2 separate regions of the Gossypium arboreum genome follow, and region 1 is linked to region 2. A link is a contact called in public Hi-C data. All regions are on one chromosome and are shown on one strand. The core of a region is the stretch at or near the end of the contact, and the rest is flanking DNA. Distances in the headings are between cores, read along the strand shown. Region 1 holds the start of LOC108470621 (5'-adenylylsulfate reductase-like 5). Region 2 holds the start of LOC108474219 (cellulose synthase-like protein E1).

Region 1 (4,756 bases), core at 1,902-4,401, 170 kb after region 2:
TGTTTCCCCTTTTAGGTACACTTTTGTTTTCTATATCTTGGACTCGGTATGTCGAAGGTCTCGAAAACGTCACTTTATTTAATCTGGTTAACAAAGTATTTTCTGTAAATCTAAGTTTTATGTAAACGGTTTTGGACTGTAGGTTCTGTTTTAAATACCGTGGTATGAAATTCTCTGTTAAATGCAAGTAGATGTTACTTGGTTTGAACAATTGTATTTTGGAATATCGAAATTTGATAACTGAAAATTTTTACGTAACCTAAATACAGTAATATTTTTCGGGTTGTTTTGTAAAACTTTCCTACGATCACTTCAGTGATCAATGTAACCTCCAACATTTGGTCCAAACTTCTAGGCCAGGTTTTGGGGCGTTACAAGACACCTCATCCCGAACTAAGTTGCCCGACTTTCGTTAAGTATATTAGCTTAGGAGCCACCTTAAATATACCATATTTCGAGATTTAATGGCATTAGAAGACCCCAATCAACCTTAGTATGAATGCCTAAGCGAATTGTTATCTTTTAACCTCACTAGAAGAGTTATCAAGATGTGAGAAATTGTCTTTTAACCATTTCATTTCTATCCAGTTAATACTAAACTTGTTTGACACCTTGCTTAATAATTGGTGCCAAATTGCGCTTCAATTGCCAATGCGCACTACCCCTATAATGATTGGCCCATCAATTGGTAAACCAAGTTGTAATACTATATCCTCGAGTGTAATTATACATTCACTGCACGGAAGATGGAATATGTGTGTCTCAGGTCTCTATCTTTCCAACAAAATGCTGATAAGTGTGGGCTCCAATTTAGCCTCACCGAGCATATGACACACATGCAAGAATTTTGCCTCTTTCAAGTGTTGGTCAATACAGGCGGTGGCTTCGCACTTAAATTGTGTATATATGTCTCGATAATTCAATCTTTGGTCTAATTATATAAACATAAAAATTTTTAAAAATAATATTAACTTAATAATTATATTACAAAAATTAAATAATATTTTCTTACCATTTGTAATTGGACGCTAGAAATATGGTTGTGATCCAAATGAATTAGAGGCATTGACATTTTAAATTTTTTAAGTTATGAAAATCAAATAAAACTCAAAGAAATTACAAAATAGAAAATTGAGAGAAGAAGAATTGAATGAAAAAATTAAGAATAAAATAGTTGAGAGAATATATTAATAGGATTGAGAGAACTGAAAAATATGGTTGAAAGAAAAAAAAGAAATAGGCAAGATATATTAAAAAAAAAGAAAATAACCGTTGGAGGGAAAAAAACCATTACCCTTATTAAAAAAAAGTTAACGTTGATTTCTAGCCATGGTCCAATGGATTACAAATAATTTTCTTTTAAAATGGAGCTATTTTTTAAATTTTAAAAATGTATTTAAATCCTTACATTTTTTCAAATTTTGGTAAATTATAAAAATATGATAAAGTTTAAATAATAATATGATTAACATAACTTGAACCCGACTATATTTAGAATGGTGAATATCTTTAACTATCAAACCATCATATGTGGTTTAATTTTTCTAACTTTGATCCACTTTTTAATACAATTTAAAATAATAATTACAGATAACATTTAATGCAATTAAATCGTACCTTATCTTAAACACCTTTGCCTAAACCCTAATTGTAAGGCTCCTATTCCTATATGTACTCGTTACGCCCATACCACTAGGGGTGTTCAGTCGATTAACCGACTCGAAATAACATTAACCGAATTAACTGACCATTCAGAATTTTTAACCGTTAACCGAAATGAAATTTTTTCAAAAAAATTAACCGAACCTAAATTTTTCTGTTAATTCGGTCAGTTAACCGAATTAACCGAAAATTATATGTTTTTTAATTTTTGGTTAAAATAAGTATAAAATTAATCGAGTTAACCGAATTACCCGAATTACCCGAATTAATCGAATTAACCGAATTATTTGTATAAAATTATATGTTTTTTATTTTTATTTTTAGTTTTAGATTTATATTTTTATTTATTGAATTATTTGTAATTTTTATGATTGGGTTGGATAATTGGGTTGGGTTGGATACTTGGGTTAATATATATTAGATTGAGTATTTAGGTTTACATTAGATTGGGTTTGAGTAAATAGTTGACTATTTATATATTATAATTTTATTTATTAATTTTTCGGTTAAACCGAAAAAAAATCGATTAACTGACAGGTTTCGATCCGAATTAACCGTTAACTGAAAGCTCAAAAAATTATTAACCGACCCTCAACTGAATTAATTCGATTAACCGACCGATTAACCGACCGATTAACCTAATTCGACCGGTTAATCGAATTTTTCAGTTTTACCCGAATTTTGCACACCTCTACATACCACCCTGTAAAAGTTTACATAAATTTTAAATAATTTGTATCGACCGACAGAATTATTATTTCTTATTTTATTTTTTCAGGTAGAAAGCCCTCATAATCATTCATCATCATCAGCTCTATTATAATTTTCTCATTGAAGCGTTTAAAATTTCCTCTACAATATGACTTCAATGTAGTAATTTAATTTCTATGCATCATAATAAATTTACAAATTTAGTCAAATATGTCTTTCTTTTCTCAAATGTCCAGTATATTATATCGATTCACTTTGGAATAATTATTTTCAATTCTTTTATTACCAATATTATTGTCAATCACTATGAACAATAATTAATATAATTACCTATTCTTTTCTAACTCATAAATAGGAAGATAGTGTATTTCACCACTCGAACCCACATCTTCTTGTATTAATTACAATGCCAATATCAATCAAACTAACACCCAATCAATTCTCAATGAATTTTTAGATAATATGTTATCATATTTCTTAATTTGTAGTTAATTTAACTTTATATTAAATATTGACATAATACAAACAGTAAATCATTTAGAAATTTAATAATTATATTATTTTAAATTTGCTTTGTAAATAATCTGAAATGTTACAAATTTTATAAAAATATTTAAAATAAATATAATATATTTTAATTGATATATGGTAAGATTATTGAATTACCCAAAAATATTAATAGATCATGATGTTTTAGTAGCTTGATATAATAAATTGTTGCTTATAGTAATATACCAAGAAGTATATGTGTGTATGTAAAATAAAAAGGGCTTAAAGCCCAAAAATTAGACCTGCCTTGCCCATCACTCGTACTTTCTTCTTTGTTTTTTTTTTTTTTAGCTAAGCAAATGCCCTTTACACCCACGCAGACACATACCCGAGGCACGGCTCTTAATCCAACATCATCAACGACAACCAACTCATATAAATAAGCTTTACATTCAACTGTTTACATCTTAAATTCCGAAGCCTACAATACTTTCCCAAAAGCAGAGCAATTTTTAGACCCTTCGAAGAAAAAGAACCAAATTAGCAGCCAAGCCAGTGATTATATTAGATTTTACCCATTTCCAAGAAAATAGCCCACACCCACCTGCTTCCCCTCCCGTTCCCCCTAATTTAATCTATATCTTTCTTTATTTTTTATTCTTTTCTGGGTTTCAGTTTTGCCCCCCTTTTTTTCTGGTTGTTGTTGTTGTTGTGAACTCTCTCTCTCTTTTCTTTTTTTGGTTTTATAAATTATTTCCAGAAATGGGTTCTTCTTCTGTTAATTTGTTTTTCTATATCATATCTATATGTTTAATACGCTGCGTTTGGAGTTCTTCTGTTTGCTCTGATGAAACTGATGTGTTCATTAAATATCTTCATTTTCAATGTTCTCCTTCGTTTTCTCCGATTCCCCCTCTCAAGGTACGTGTTTTAGCTTAATCTTGGTGGAAATTTTATTTCATAATTGAGATTGATCTGTTAATTGGTTTAGGAAAATGGGTTCTTGAGATTTAATTTATTTTTTATTGGAATGTTTTATTATTATTTTTTTGTTTGATTTTGGATTCTTGGTATTTATGATTTTGCATAATCATGTTAAAAGAAGGCAAATTCTAGGAAATTATGAGTTTTTAGCCTGAAGGATTAGGGTATTTTTATGGAATTTTCATGGCTGTAAAATTGTGAAGAATCAGAATAAAGGTTTTATTGCATTATGGGGGTATTGGATTCTTACATTATACTTTAATTTGAATTCTGAAAAAAAAATTAAATAAGGAAGATAGAAATAAAGTTGCAAAAATTATTAGCCATTCATTATTTAATATCAGTCAGTCTTGTTTAAGACTTCTGAATAGATTTATTCTCTTCTGGAACATTTGGACTGGAATGGCATTTTTATGTATTCCCAAGCAAAGATAACATAATTTTTTAAGGCTACATGAGCTACAAGGAAAGTACTGGAGATGCAGCTTAGGATCTTCTATTTCAGGTTTTAAGCCTTATGCAAATCAGCTGAAACATAAGCCGAATTAGTGAAATATGTTATATGTTTTCTAAAGCATTAATTGAATCTATGAAATATTAATAGTGTTAGCTTTATTGACATAATTATAGGTGTATGGTGGCAGGATTAAGTTGATTAGTTTGTGGCTGAAAAAGGATCTATATGTCTAAATGATGGAGGATGTAAATTTTGTATCGTTTGATGTTTTGATCCTTTTTTAAGGGGAGGCTGATTCAATCAGACGAAGTCTGCACCATGTCGTCGGTCGGGAGCCTGCGGACCCTTCAACAACTCCAGTATTGTCCTCAGTGGATTTTTTTTTCTTTCGACTGTACTGTGCTTGAAGAGGCAGTGGGTTCGCAGAGTAGGAGCTCCTCACAGGTGCTTGAG
Region 2 (4,792 bases), core at 1,110-3,609:
AACAAAATTTTACATCAAATGTAGGTGCAAATAATTATATATTTAAAATTTGACATTAATTCAAAAAATATTTAAAATAGAAAAATTGATTACATGAATTTTTAAAAGTATTCATAGATATAAGTATTGTACAAATTACAAATAATATAATGTTGAATCAAATAGAAATATTATCAACTCAATATCTCGAAATAAAAATACATATATTTATAATTTATGTTTATTAGTATTATTATAAATATTGCTCGGTCCCTATTGTGCTGGAAAAGATTTTCAATGATATAAGCATAGAAGTCAAAAAGGAGGGGAAATAGCATGTATAAGTAACATATTATTGTGCCACATACCCAATTTTTTGGGGGAAGAAAATAAAAGAATGTAATTTTCTTTTAAACCTTAAACAAATTATTTTTTATTAACTAGCATGAGACAAAATGCTTAATTTCAAAAACAAACTTCTCTGTTTGGAAATAAAAATAATAAAATTAAGCTGGCCTGATTTTTATAATTATATCAACAACAATGCTCTGGTCCTACCAGTTTTTGGAAAAAAAAAGTTAGAAATCAATCGATTAAAAGTTAAATGGTGGATTTAAATTGTTGGATAAGTTAATTTAATAATTAATAAAATTTTACATTTCAGTTAATAATGGATTTTAAATAAAATTAAGAAAAATTAAAGTATAAATGAAATCTAATCCCTTACCAAAATATTTGAAAAATTAGTAAAATAATCTAAATTGATTTTTTTATCAAATTTAATATACTGGTTCTCTTTCTTTTAAGTAATATATTGGATTCATTAAACCTTCAATTTTAGATATCATATTAAATTAGAGTTAATTATATCAGACATCTCTAAATTATAATACTCATTTTAAATTAGTTTTCAAATGTCAATATATTCTAATTACATCATTAATTTATTAATGTTATATGAATCAGGTTTTTCATTATTGAAATTATTAGATACATAAAATCTTATGCGACATAATTAAAAATAAAAAAATAAAAAAAAATAAAATGTGGCCTCATAATTTTAAAATTAAAACTAAAAATAAAATAAAATTTAAATCAGAGAGCGAGAGAGAAAAATGATAATTTCTATAAAAGATTTAAAAATATTAGTTTTTCATTTTAATTTATGTCAGAAGATTTAACATTTTATTTAACGGTTAAATTAGCGATTTCAGTAATAAAATAATCTTATTTATATAATATTAATAATTTATCGATGTAATTAAAATGTTTTAGAATTTGATAAAAATCAAACAGGTCGAAATCATCCAACGAATGGTCTAGATATTTCAAGCATTGATTTAAGCGAAAATGTGGATAAAAAACCAAATGGGACCGAGCTGCTAAGGCTGAGGATACGTATGGTGCTTTTACTAGTCTATTTTTAGAGACGTGTGTCATCATCAATGATAATGCAGAAATGCACCCAATATAAATCTTATCAAGATTTTTTAACCCCACATAAAAAATTGCACTTAACCAAAAAAGCAAAAAGAAAAATAATAATTGCACTTAGAAGCAAACATTCGAACAACTTGCATGATTGATTTAAAATTACCTTAACTGAAGGCCATTCTTCGACATTGAGTGGTTCAGAAGCTGTCCTAAAGTAAGCCTCAGGAGACATGGGTTCCACTTTGAACTTCTTGCAGAAAGGCAGCCATGTCTTTGAGAAATTTGCAGCCTCTAACATGGCATAAAACGTTAAATTCGATCCTCCATCATCTGATAAATATACGCTTAACTTTTCAGGTGGATAATCATATGCCATCATAGATAGAACTGTGTTCACCACCATGCTCGGTGGCTCTAACAACGGATCCGCCGTGCACACAAATATGTCGATGCCCGGTAGTTCTTTTCCGAACCTTTCCAAGATTGAAAGTAATGAATTCAACGTAAATGGTCAATTATGAAATATGAAACAAACCGGGATGAAAACATAAATAAGATATGTATGTACCTTTGAGAGAGCCTGTGTATGAATGGAATACGGATGACAGCGTTCCATCTACAAACAGTGGTGAGAAGCCAATAAAATGAGAACCATAGCTCAGAAAGAAACAAGCCAATCCAAGTCCACCTCTCAGCTTTTCCTCCAATTGAGAAATACCTAATTCTATACATAACAATGAAGCAGATGCCAAGCAAGATTGAAGCTGCGATGCACCTGAACAGTATTCGTCCCTTAACTTGCCTTGTTTCGAACAGTGGAACATATTCATTTTCTGCCATTTCTCTCTCTCACACACACAGCTGAGCATCGATGTATTTGTTTATGGATTGAATTAATGATAAGCTCGGCTTTTACTTTTCAAAAGAAACAAAAAGGAGGAAGTATCTTCTAATGAATATGGGATCATGGGCCCATAATAAAGGTAGTCCAATAAATTCGATGTGAATTACAGTGGTAAACTTGTGTAAATTTTAAATTGATTAACATAAAATCTAAGGTTTAATCCCTGTAATTATAAATCCACATAAAATTAATTACAACAGTCATGGTCCCACAAAAATTTGAAAATTTTTTATTAAGCATTGCAAGATTAAATCAAAATGTTTTTAAATTATCTTTCAGAAATTCATAATAATATCTTTTTTTTCTTTAGACATACTAAGGGTTGAAGTTAACTAGCTCTGGTTTTCATGAATAATTTGATTTTAGTTTGATAAAACTTAAATGGTTTGATGTGAATATTTGTATGAGTTCTCATGGTACTAAACTGCTCTTTGTTTTTCTGAATTGACATGTAAATGTCATTCACATTTCTTCTAAATGCATTATATATCTTGCATATGATGTAAATCTTAGTTTAAAGGTAAGTATATAAGGTTTTATCCTTATTGTCTCACTAAGCTTTATGCTTAACGTGTCGTCGTTTTTATGCATAGGTCTTCCGAACTAAGGCTCGGTGTTTCTTGAGGATCACAAGCATACACCATTGTTTTCATTTGAAGAGTATGAAACCTTTGTATTTGTCATTAATAACTAATGACATGTACTGAAGAAGTCATTTAGGGGTGCATACATGATTGTTTCATATTACTTGTAATGGGGTATTAACCATATCTACTTTGGTTGGCCTTGAGCAACATGCTATATATACTTTGAATGTATCAATGCGTGCTTTGATTTTCCGTACTTTAGTTTGGTCATTGAATGGTTTTATATAAGTTTATTATGCTAGATTAACAACTTGAATGTTTTGACTTGTTTTGCCTCTTTTTTATTATGTTTTATGAACAAAGTTATCATGCTTTTAGTTACTTTTCGAATATGGTTTATAGAAATCTAGTTTGGAGGTGTTTTGGAAGTCGTTTTTGGCTACTAGAATGTGAGTTTTAAGTTACTTAAGTTTGGCCTTTGATATGGTGAAGTTTGGGGTTGAAAGAGGGGAGTTTTAGTGTAACGACTCGAAAGTTAGTGATGTCGAAAAATACGATTTCGGAACTCCATTTTTGGTAAGAGAGTTCTTAAATATTATTATTTAATATTTATGAGATTAGTATTAAAGTTTCATTAAAGTTTGGTCCATTAATTTTGTTAATCAAATAGCTAATTAAGGTACAAGGACTAAATTGTAAAGTGGTAAAAATTAATCGCTATGAATTTTTATTTAATTGAAGAACCAATTGAGTAAATAGACCATTAGAATATGGAAAATGGTGGTGGGTAGGGGTGAGCGTTCGATCGAATCAAATCGAGTGAAAAAAACTCGAGTTAACGAGTCCTATTTTATCATCTTAACTTCGTTTGAATTTTTTTCGAATCAAGTTGAGTGGAGTTGTTCGAGTTAAGCTAAAAATTAAACATGTCAAATTAAAATCTTGTTACAGTATAACTAATCTCATGTTAGAGCACATAAATTTGAAATCATATATATTTAATAACTTTTTCAAAAAAAAAAACTTTAGTATGATAAACATGAATCATTAATTAACTTATTTCAGGTCCCCAAAATTATTATTATAATTTTTAATTTTTAATTTTCTTTATATATATTTTAGAATCTTTTATATTTTTTAAAAATATAAATTTTGAAATTTTATAAATATTTTGAAATTTAAAATTATTTTAAATTTTTTGTAATTCCTTTTGAGAGATAGACCAATTTGCTCATTTTCAAACTTGATAGGGACCAAAAGAGTATTTACACCAATTTTTTATTCGAATTGTAAACTTCAACACAATTCAAACTCGAAAGTAGAATTACTTATTCAAGTTGACTCAAATAATTTAAATAACTCGATTTAGTTAACTCGAAATTCAATTTTTTTTCCAAATCAAACCGAGTTTTTCTCACCCCTAATGATAGGTAATGATTGGAATCCACCAACTCTGATTAAGCATGTTGGTGTCAATTTAATTAATGTTTTAATTAATTATAATTAATTTAGTATAATTAAAGTATACAAAGAAAAAAGTGCTTATCATCTTTATTTCTCTTTCTTCTTCACCGTATACACACCAAAGAAAACCTAAAGGAAGCCATTTAAGCTTCAAGACATTTGGCTTTTTATTATCAGGTAAGTTTTAAATTTGTCTATTGTAATTTTTTATATTTTTGATATCCTAATAGCTTGATTTAACTAGTTTGTGTATCAATTTGTAAAACTATTAAAGTTTTAAAAAGTTTCCATTGTTGATTTCTTGATTTTTTTTTTTTGGTGTCAAATTATTAGATTTTAATCTTAGATATGAAAAATGACTAATTTGGAAAGTAAAAATTATTAGTTTTGAACATATGGATTAAAATGTAAATAATTCAAAATT

Evidence for each region. Hi-C and Micro-C count contacts between places; a contact is called where the count stands out from the background.
Region 1: a Hi-C map of leaf shows a contact between it and region 2, with 3 times the contacts expected there. The contact joins the promoter of LOC108470621 here to the promoter of LOC108474219 in region 2. A contact is called at or near these places in 2 of 5 Hi-C or Micro-C datasets (both in leaf).

The regions. Positions count from the first base shown.
Region 1 is chr11:106,034,455-106,039,210 of ASM2569848v2, forward strand. LOC108470621 (5'-adenylylsulfate reductase-like 5) reads left to right here and starts at 3,152. Exons shown (of 4, transcript XM_017771981.2): 1 at 3,152-3,783. The coding sequence starts at 3,625.
Region 2 is chr11:105,863,800-105,868,591 of ASM2569848v2, forward strand. It overlaps LOC108474219 (cellulose synthase-like protein E1), which reads right to left and starts at 2,360. Exons shown (of 7, transcript XM_053021870.1): 1 at 1,982-2,360; 2 at 1,577-1,886. The coding sequence starts at 2,253.